2 separate regions of the Mus musculus genome follow, and region 1 is linked to region 2. Evidence: chromatin contacts called from public HiChIP or PLAC-seq data. All regions are on one chromosome and are shown on one strand. Each heading gives the region's core, a stretch centred on a gene start, on an enhancer-like site or on the middle of the called end of the contact. The rest is flanking DNA. Distances are from core to core; before and after follow the strand shown. Region 1 has its middle 17 kb from the start of Gm33327. Region 2 has its middle 11 kb from the start of Barhl2.

What was found. HiChIP or PLAC-seq counts read pairs in DNA pulled down with a chosen protein or histone mark.
Region 1: a contact with region 2 is called in an H3K4me3 HiChIP or PLAC-seq map of craniofacial prominence, with 4 times the contacts expected there. The contact joins two enhancer-like sites. A contact is called at or near these places in 6 of 39 promoter capture datasets (the HPC-7 cell line, embryonic stem cells, hippocampal neurons and 2 more), 16 of 484 Hi-C or Micro-C datasets (B cells, CD4 single positive thymocytes, DN2 thymocytes and 13 more), 15 of 115 datasets of contacts at active chromatin or transcription factors (bone marrow-derived macrophages, craniofacial prominence, embryonic basal ganglia and 9 more) and 2 of 9 other capture datasets (adipose tissue and embryonic stem cells).

The regions. Positions count from the first base shown.
Region 1 is chr5:106,782,623-106,788,036 of GRCm38.p6, reverse strand. No RefSeq gene overlaps it. Among named protein-coding and RNA genes, the nearest start is that of Gm33327, 17 kb to the left of the region's middle. Within about 2 kb of position 3,701, at least 22 of the 459 cell types and tissues checked have an H3K27ac peak or open chromatin away from gene starts, as enhancers often do. A contact at or near this core is called in craniofacial prominence, where this site is marked.
Region 2 is chr5:106,445,089-106,450,174 of GRCm38.p6, reverse strand. No RefSeq gene overlaps it. Among named protein-coding and RNA genes, the nearest start is that of Barhl2, 11 kb to the left of the region's middle. Within about 2 kb of position 3,399, at least 17 of the 459 cell types and tissues checked have an H3K27ac peak or open chromatin away from gene starts, as enhancers often do. A contact at or near this core is called in craniofacial prominence, where this site is marked.

The sequences.
Region 1 (5,414 bases), core at 2,452-4,951, 340 kb before region 2:
CTCTGGACCACCTTGACCTTCCAACCTACACAGCTGTTTGAGTTCCATCCCCAGAGAGGCTCTTCCTCCTAAACTGCCATCAGCCAGCATTGCCCACACAGTCCTGGCTCGTAAACACTAATAGCACAGGGAGCGGTAACAAGCTTCCAACAATGTCTCCTCTAGGTAACGCTTGGAGAGTCGCTGTACATCTGTCCCTTTGCTATACACAAAGAAAAACAGTTATGGCTCAAGATTTGTACATACTTGGGGCCTGGAGACACAGATCAGTTAGTAGATGACAGCCTAGCATACAAGTAGCCCTGGGTTTGATGCTTAGTACAACGTAAACTGGTCGTGGTGACCCTCACCTACAGTCCCAGGACTCAGAAGGTGGAGGTAGGAGGATTAAAAACTCAGGGTCAGCCGGGCAGAGGTGGCGCACACCTTTAATCGCAGCACTCGGGAGGCAGAGGCAGGCAGATTTCTGAGTTCCAGGCCAGCCTGGTCTACAGAGTGAGTTCCAAGACAGCCAGGGATATACAGAGAAACCCTGTCTAGAAAAAAACCAAACCAAACCAGAACAAAACAAAACAAAACAAAACAAAACAAAACAAAACAAAAACCCTCAGGGTCATAAAAAGCTACATACAGAGCTTGGGCTACAAGAGACTCTGACTCAAATAAGAAAGAGTAAAAAGGAGAAGGAGGAGGGGGGAGGAGGAGGAATATTCTGATGCGGAGGCCCTTTGTTTGTAAGGCATATACATTGTTTGAAGCTACTTCAGTAGCAGGGCTGTTACAAACAATCAAGAGGCAAAGAATCTCAGGGATACAAGGAGCACACTGGGACCCAGATCCACGACAGGCCTGGCATCCAGGTGGTTGGCTACCCAGTTCACTACCCAGCCTCCTCCCTCATGTCCTGGTGACTCCAGTGGCTCAGATGAAGCACACCTTTGTGTGGCACATCATTTTCTTCCCTACTTCACACTGCTTGGTGGCTACCCTACAACAGTCCAGCTCAGGGGCCATCTTGTTTCAACCCCAACTTAAGACCCTGGTTTCAACAACCAGAGAATGACTGGGGGAGATTAAAGATCAAGGCAGGACTCTTGGTAGATAATCTCTTATGCACCAAGTTGTAAGTGTGGCCCAGACAGCATTGCTCTGTGCCTTAAGGTGGAGGAATGCTGTTCCTGATGGCTTTGTATATTGCCAGGGGAAGGATTTAGAATGTGTACTAGCTATTCCTATGCCAACTTGACACAAGCTGGAGTTTTCTGAAGGGAGGAAACCTCAATTGAGAAAAGGCTTCCATAAGATCCAGCCATAAAGCATTTTCCTAATTAGTGACTGATGGCGATTGATTAGTGATTGATTGACCCTCGTTCCTCATCTCCTACCTTTGACACTCAGGGGAGGAGAAGTTATTCAGGACAAAATGGAGGGCTGCCTCTAAGGGGCTATGGCTGAGAAGTCAAATTTAGTCTACTGGCCTCAGAGATTTGTTACAAGCCATAACACATGTAAACATGTTGACAAACTATTTGTTTCTATTATATTTCAATATCCAGACTCCACTGGCCACATTCTGAGTTGTTCAGTCCTTTCAGAGCAGGGTATGTAGTCCAATTTATACAAAGTGGTGAATGAAGTATTCTACTTAGGAAAGGCTAGCACTAGTTATAGGTAGCATGTGTTGAGCATTTATTACATACTAGAGCACATGCCAAGCTGTATGACAAGACCTTTCCTGGGAGACACAACACATACATCTATTCATCCCAGACAGACCAACGTATGGATACCACCAAAATCAAATTTGGTGAACCAATGAGTTTTATGGGTTACTTACAGGAGCAGAAATGACTCACAGCTATATCATCAAAACCAAGCCCAGTATGAGTGACAGGTCACAAAATCTTGGAACCTGGAGCACACTGTACAGCCTGCAGGCAGCTGGGCAGCTTGGCAGCTCGGAGAGTGTACTTTCCAAGTGATTTAGCTGGTCTAAACCCCTTCCTGGCAGCTCTACTGATATCTGCTTCTTCCAGACAGCTGGCCTGGTCTTAGAATCTTCTCTGCAAGCTTGGCTTGTCTGAGAGGGATTCTCAGCAGTCTTTATTGTTTAGTCTTGGGAAAAGGCACCTAGTGAATCTGCTCAGTTTCAGGGACTTCCTGAAGCTATTCTGAGTTGTTTCCCTTCTGTCTTAAAGTGCTTTTCTGGAAGATACAAATTTTTATACAGGAATTTTAATTTTAAATTTAAAAAATTAAAAAAATTTAATACAGTAAGAAATTATTCCACAAGTGCTTTGTAAATTTTATCCAGCTTCACCCTCATGAACCAGACACCTTCATGAGCCCTACTTTATTGAGAAGGAAACTGAATTGATCCCTGTCCTTGGTCAGTAAGTATCAGAGTCAAAACAGTCTTTATTTTTTGGTGCGGGCCTGAAATTTATGGCACTAAGCAAGCTATTGTCACTGAGAGTTACTGTCTTCAAAATCAACTCACTTTCATTCCCTCAGTTTACCAATGCAGACACCGAGGCTCAGCCAAAGGCAATGATGGAGAACTTCAGCCTAGAACCTGGTGCTGCTTTTATTTCAGCGCATCCAGTGGTAATGATTGGGCCTCAGACTGACCTCAGACTGCCAAGGTAGCTGGGGATGGCCTTGAACATCTGGGCCTCCTGCCTCTAACTCCTGAGTGTAGAGATGGCAGCTGTGAGCCACCACACCCAGTTTCATGCAATGCTGGAATTGCCACATGGTGGCTCACAGCCACCTATAATGGGCTTGACTTGGGCATTTATTTCTGTCCTCTTTCAAATCATTCACCATTTTAAATGTTTGCCTTTCTGATCTTTGCCTGCCATCTCCTCCTCTTTGACATCTTGGGATTCTGTCACAGAAAAGTTGGAAAGTCTTGTGTGCTGCCTTCACTTCCCTTTTCCTATTTCTTGTGCGTAAATGCTGGTGTTTGCACATCCGTTGAGAAGGATCTCTCTTTCGGTTTTAAGGGAGAGTCTTCCTAGGGAACAGCCTTCTTTTGGGGGCTCAATCCCAGGGCCAGTTTAAAGCGGGGGGGGGGGGGGGAACAAGCGACATTATCAGTAACACAAAACAAATGAGATAAATAAATATAGAAAAATCCAGCTAAAGGCAACCACTAGCCACCAGTAATGACAGAAAGAAGCAGCAAAACAGACACAGAATACATAAAAGTTTAAAATTAATAAAAATAAAATTAGCGTGAATTACACAGTAACAAAGGGGACTGGGAAAGGAAAAAAATGAACGAAGCAAGGTTTTTAAATAGAAGAGGGAAGAAAAATAAGAAAAGGGGTGATAAAAGTCTAGTTAAAAATAAGTAAATAAAATTAGATACAATTTTAAGGAATTATGGGAAGGAGAGAAGGAACCTAGGAAAGAGAGGGAATAAAGAAGGAAGTGGGGGAGGGGAAGGAGACAGAGCGGGAGGTAGGGAGAAGAGGGGGAGGGGGGAGGAAATCCTTCTAACCAAGGTACTGGGCAGAATGCTTTCTTAGCCTTGCCATAGAATGAGCACTGGAGAGTTTGCAAAGTGCCGACCCCCACCTTGGCTGGAAATGACTGTGGCGCTTCTCTCTGGATCCATTAGGTCCTAAGGGGCAGGGGAGTGGAGCACATCTGAGCCTTATTTTAATTCTTTCTGTTCCCACCAACCAGGTTGGCGCCGCGGTATGCAGGCTGAACTCCCCCATTTCCTGAGGAGCCAGTTAAGGAGACTTTGTGGGGGAAGGGGACAGAGATTGGTTTCTCCTCAGACTTCTTTCATTCAAATCCAGTTACCAGAGGACTTCAGTGGTCTGTAGGCTGACCTCCATAAATAGCCCCAAGTCTGCGGCACATGTCCTTACTGTGCTTTATCCCCAAAGGTCTCAGCGAGTGGAGGAAGCAGAGAACTGAGTTCTGTGATGGAGTAGGGGCACCATGGGAAGGGAGCGTGGCACTGGCCTCAGTAAACCCCGTAGCTGCTTTTGCTATTTGACATGGAAGACAGCAGCTGGCCACCCTGCCCTGCACAGTGTATATTCCCCAGTCTTAAAACCCTACCTCAGCAGTTGTGAGAGTTAGTCTTGTCAACTTGACAGGATTTGGAGTCGATCTAAGAGGCACACCTCTGGGTGTGTCTGGAGGGATATCTCTAGATATAAATAATAGAGAGGACAAGACCCACCCTTAATGATATGTTATTCTTCTGTCGCTAAATGAGCCAATTTAAACCAGGTTAGACAATATTATAGGCAGGTTTATTGGGAAGCTGCACTTGGGAGAGTTCACTGGCCCCAAGGACCAAGGCCAGGGAAGTTGCTATGGGAAAAGATGTGGGGGTTAAGGGATAAGAGAGAAAGAGAGAGAGAGAGAGAGAGAGAGAGAGAGAGAGAGAGAGAGAGAGAGAAAGGAAGAAAGAAAGAAAGAAAGAAAGAAAGAAAGAAAGAAAGAAAGAAAGAAAGAAAGAAAGAAAGAGGCACAAATGCAGAGAGAGAAGAGAAGAAGAGAGAGCAACCAAAATGTCTGGATTATATAAGGAGGATCCTCTGGGGGAAGGGCAACCCAGTCCCAGGCTGGAAAGTTCAGGGTTGGGGGCAGGGTATGCCAGGTAGGGTTGGTATGTAAAATATGTACTTCATTCTCTTGTCCAGGGTCAAAACCATACACTTAAAGTGGACAGCACCTTCCTGTACATTGTACATCGATTGCTTCGATGTAGCCGACACCCATCAGACTGCAGCTTCGTCAGTCACCTGCTAGCGTTGGTTTGCAACTGCTGAATACCAAGACCCAAGGCATGGGTTCTACTTCAAGCATTCCTGAAGGGTTCATGTGTGTGCGTGTGCGTGTGTGTGTGTGTGTGTGTGTGTGTGCGTGTGCGTGTGTGTGCATGTATGTGTGTGTGTGTGCATGCATGTGTGTGTGTGTGTGTGTGTGTAAAATGCAGGACTGAGGGTACCGATCACTTTGGATCTTTCAATGCCAGCGATTAAACACTGAGACTCTGAGCATCGTTTTCCTATTTTTATTATTTTAGAGATTTCTAAGTTGTTAGGTCTTAGTAAATGAATCCTTCCTGAGGCTTTTGTTGTTTTGTTTTTTTGAACGATTGGTTTCACATTTCACATGTGAGGAATGAGTATTGGAGACTCTGCATTTGGAATAGTACTATGCAGACATACAGTTGTCTATGCCATTTCTTAACATTTTACAAGGCTTCCAGCCTCTCTCACCCCAGCCTAGAGAAATGTCAGTGCTTCTGAACTCTGACATTTCCCTTCTCCCTACTCAGGCAGTCAAGGAGCCTGCTGCAGATTTTGCTTGTCTTGCTCAGAGTCTCTGAGATCCTCCTCCTCCCCATGCCATGTGTATACACAGACACAGACAGACAG
Region 2 (5,086 bases), core at 2,150-4,649:
TTCCCCTGTCTGAAGGGCAAACTGTGACTGGTCTCTGGACTGGAAGTCTAGACAAACAGAAACTCTGACGACATTCTTTGCTTCCCACCAGAGCACAGGAAAATGGACTTGTTTCAGAGGGATGCTTAAAAACCTCAAAAGGTCCATCCTCAAGGCTTGCTGGCCTGGGGATGAGCCAGGGGAATCTGGAAAACACACTATAAATAATCAGTAATTTACTTGTTAAGGAAGAAGTTAAACTTTCTGGCCAGCAGCCAGTCAGTTGCAGTCCAACCAAGCTATTTTCAATAAATTGCAATGTAACCCTTGCTGCTTGGCGCCAGCCCCAGAAAATATATTTACCACCCTGTATCAATTTATCCCCCCCCCCAAGGAAAACCCACACAGTGCCGATTAGACAGCCAATTTCCTGTGTTGCTGCAAAACCCAGCTTACCCTTAAAGTCTCTCCCTTCCTCCCACCTACACTCTGCCTCTGCCTAGGCAACCTTTCAGGAGAATTTGCTCAACTCCCACCCCTTAAACAAGGTGGCTTGGGTGTAGTTTGGTTTTGTTATATTTTTAACTTTCTAAAAACATTGGGAAAAGCCCTCCCCAGGGCTAGGGAAACTTAAGTGCTTTTTAAACCATGAGGTGGCAAAGAATACACTGGAAGAAAAGTCCAGGCAGAATTTGAAGTCAGCAAGTTTGAAAAACAAGCCCTGACTTTTCACCACCCACAGACAGGTCAGGAGGAGATAAAACCGCCTTTTTCTGGGCAGCTTTGAACCCTTTTTGGGGAAAGCTGGCCCACCCTGTGTCCTGGCAGCTGACCACTGACAGTTGTGGGCACATGGGCAAGTGGAACCATCTCCAGGGCTGACCCTGGATGAACTTTCTGGGGACCCCAGTCCTCTTTACCACTTGAATCTTTTTTTTTTTTTTGAGTTGGGGCCTAGTGCCTAGCACCCCTCCATATCGCCTGTAGAAGACAACTTGCTTCCTCTATCTGAATGAGAGTCAGTGTGGACTCCCAGACTGGGTGATGGTGAGTGGGTGGGCTCCAGGGCTGTCTTTTTCAGGGAGATGTCACTGGCTGGCCTTTTGCTTTGGAAAATCAACCCCACTATCTTAACGGGGGATGGGAAAACTCAGAGGAGACCTTTGCCTTGCTTTCTCCTAGCTGGGATGTGAAGGCCTCTGTCATTGTGAGCTTTTCTGGGCGCGCTGCCATTCTGTTTCTTCCTCTTTACTTCTCCTTGCTTGGCCCTTCTTCTGGCGATCTCCAAGGTTCTCTTTCCTAGCACCACAGACAGCTCCCAGGTCGTGCTGTGGAGCAAAGACAAGGGCAGGCGGTTCCAGGCAAGGCCCAGGCTACTAAGAAGGGTGGGGTGGGGTGGGGGAGTGTGCCCACGGGTGGGGAGGTCCCGTGATTACAAGGAGCCCTCCCCGGCAGCGCTTCCTGATTAACTCGAAGTCCGACAGGGTCACATTCCAAAGAACACAGTCTCAGATCAATACAAGTAATTCAAAAATATGGGGGTAAGTAGCGCTCTGCGACAGATCAACTCTTAACCGCCCCCCACTTAATAAGTTCTTAACGGAAGGCCCCCGAGCCCCGGCCGCTGCGGGGGTCTCCCTTGGAACCTGCCCGGCGGCTCTTCTGCTTCAGTCGCGCGAGGTCTCCGCAGCTGGAAGACAAGCTCTGCGGAGGAGGTCGAGCCACGCGGGGTTCATGATCTGCAGCGCTTCTCCCTCCACGCGTGCTCACGACTTTTTGCGACCGTCTGATCGTATAGGAGGCCCTGAAAGGAAAACCGCGTACCGAGCGCGAGGCAGAACCTGGCCTTGGCCCTCGGTGCTGCCCTTGGGAGGGCAAGGCCCTGTGCCACTCCCGGCCGGCCCGCGGCGCAGAATGCACCAGGCGCTGGTGCCTTCAAGTCCCGGTAGCTAGGCGCTCGGGTCTCTGTGCTTGCCTGGCCTCAGGGCAGTCTGGCGGCCTTGTAAGCTCCTGTGCTGGTGGTGACAGAGGTGGCAGATGAGTTTCAGGATGATTGTCTGGGAAAGGCACCTATAGACAGACCTGGGTCAAAAATCCAGATATATTTCAGGAACAGTTCTCGGGATGACCTCCAGAGCAGTGCTGTGAGTTGTGGAAGAAATAAAAAGCCGGTCTCCATCTCCCATGAAGAAAATAAAATAAGCTTTGCAGCGCTGTGCATCAGGACCCACCTCCTGCTCACTCTTCCTAAGAGATCAGGACTGCATGGTAACCTTTCTTCAGTTCCTGGAGTCAGTTTCTTCAACTTTCTGGCTCCCTTCTTTCTCTTCCTAGCTGGGTTAGAGGGATAGAAAGGTTAATGGAAATTAGGAACTGACACCCAATGATTTTGGGAGTGTGAATTATCCACGATTGTGGGTTTGGGCACCATTGGAGATCAGGATTTCCCCAAAGCCCGTGAAGGCTGGAGGAAGAGACACTCAAAGGCCTCTATTAGGCCGTGTCTACGGGAAAGGGAAAGAGGAGACATGTTTTCTAGAGAGCAGTTGGAATTTATAATACCGCTGGTGGTGCACTCCTAAGCCACAAAACTAGAGTGCCCTCATGGAAGGCAAACTGTTCTAAACACTGTTGGCTGGGTGTTAGGAACCGGCTTGGGAGGCTGTGATTACCACACTACTTCGGAGAAGGCAAGCCGTGTGTGGCAGTGTCCAAATATGAGATTCTCATGGCAGGTCTCTTTCGGACAGGCCAGCTTTACTGCTGAATGCAAAGACTTAATGATTTAGTTGTAAATGGACTTGCTAAGACTCCCAATTTGACTAAAAGTTGTCCTGATATTACTCACAAGATGAAAATATATTTGGTGAAACGACTAAACTTATCTCTCAGAGTCTTGAACTAACAGTTGCCCTCCAGAGGGCTGAGTATTTGTAAGGTGAAAGGTTCCTGTCCCAGTATCAGCCGTTTCTCATTGGGAGTAAGGCGACTGGGGACCATTTAACATACGACTTTCTTATCTGTCCTATTTTCACAAATAGTTTATTAGTAGAGGCTTACAATATAGTGTCATTAAATTAAGATTTTTAAAGGGGACATACGTGTCCTCACTGGCCTCGAGTGAAGACATTGTGTCACATATGTGATTAAAGGAACAAATGTCACATCTTTCCTTGCTATGCAGTGATAGACCAAAAATTCACACATAACCCAAATTGACGAACCCACACACTTTTGTATTTTTTTCTTTGCCTTTGAAATTTCTGGCAGTCCACATTTTAGACGTTCCCATGAATCTAGGTTTACGTTAGAGCTAACTACCAAAAGGCAGTTCTTTCCACCTCCGCCTGCTGTGTCTCCTTGTGCTGGTGGCTGTGCCAGTCCCGCCTACCGTAGTCTCGTCCAATCAGAGCACAGCAACCTCAGCGGTTTGTGCCAGTTGCTGGATTCCTTTCTTTTTGCTTCTGCTTGTTTGAGTGGGGAAGAGGCTACCCAGACTGCAGAGCTAGACTGCAGAATCAAGGCACAAATTTCACTTTCCTGTTTTCCTCTTTCTTACCCTCTCTTATTTTGTTTAAAATCCTTTGCCCCCTCCAGTGCCCAGAGGATGCCATCAGGCAAGTGGGCACGTGCCATCTGCCTTCTCTGGGGTCTCATCATCCCTGTAAAAGACTCAATTATTTTCACATACCCAAAGTACACCCACAAAGACTCTTATTAGGGTAGAGTTGGCCTTCCCACTTCATCTACGACAGCAGTTATAGCTGCTTTCAAGCCTGGGATGGGAAGCAGATACGGTGGCCTGCCAGGATGAAGTTGAGATCCAGAGGGTCTGTTTTGCTCTCCATTTTCCTGTTTGACTTTTGTCCCACTTTTAGCTTTGCTATTGCAGACATGTGGGGTGTTTTAAGGAAAGCAAAGGTGACAGGTTAAAAACCCATACAGAGGGATGTTAATGAGAGGGGAGGAGGAGAACTAAGCTTAAAAGTTTACTGGCTATTACTAATTAATTTTTGGGTCAAGGTTTTGAAACTTGCAAACTATTCAGAACCCAGCACCCCCAACCCAGCACCCCCAACCCAGCACCCCCAACCCAGCACCCCCAACCCAGCACCCCCAACCCAGCACCCCCAACCCAGCACCCCCAACCCAGCACCCCCAACCCAGCACCCCGGGGGGAAGGAGCCCTTTACTTGGCAAGATGTTTTACAGACATCAGGTACCTCATTCCTTAGGGTTCACAGTTTTTACTTGGTTCTGCTTGGAAATTTGGCAGAAGGATACATCCAACAGATGGTTTGTAAGCAGAACTGATCTTGACCCAAACTCAGAACTGGAAAGAATCTCCAGTTATCTGGTTGAATACCAGCTGGAAGCAGCAGGTCTTTCTAAGATGTAGCTTTCTCTTTTTAATCCTTGTGGCCTCCTCCACCCCAGCCTCCAAGGATAGAGGAGACAAACCGAAAGAAGAAACTGTAGGATTACAGGTGACCGAGAGATAACTCCATGCAACAGATTTCTACCTGGCACAGAGGAGGTGGAAGTTCTGTGTAAATGTTTAAAACTGACTTCATATTGTGAAAGTAATGCATGCCTACTGAAGAACAGGTGTAGAGATGGAGAGAGTCACTTCCAGTGTGTGGCTTATTATTTCTAGGTTTGGTTTACTGTGCATCATATACAGCTGTACATATCTAAACTTCCATTTTTTCCATATTCAAGTACTTCTCCATAGTCTTTAAAACTCTATGTTTGTATGGTACCTGACATAATATTCCCCTCCCCCCATGAATTATGTTACCCATTTTTCTTAGCATATGTTATATAGGAGCTCCACCACTAAGCGGTAATTCCAACTTCATCTGTCTTCCTATCTATCATCTATCTATCGTCTATATTGATCATCTACCTATTGTCTGTCTGCCTGCCTATCATTTGTGTGCATGCACACATGTGCCACAGCAAACATGCACACATGCATACATGCACACATGTGCCACAGCACACATGCGCACATGTGGAGATGGGAGATTAATTTGTTGGAACTGGTTGTTCATTTCTTCCCTCCACAGGTCAGGTTAGGTACTGAACCCTCTCCCTGTTTTGC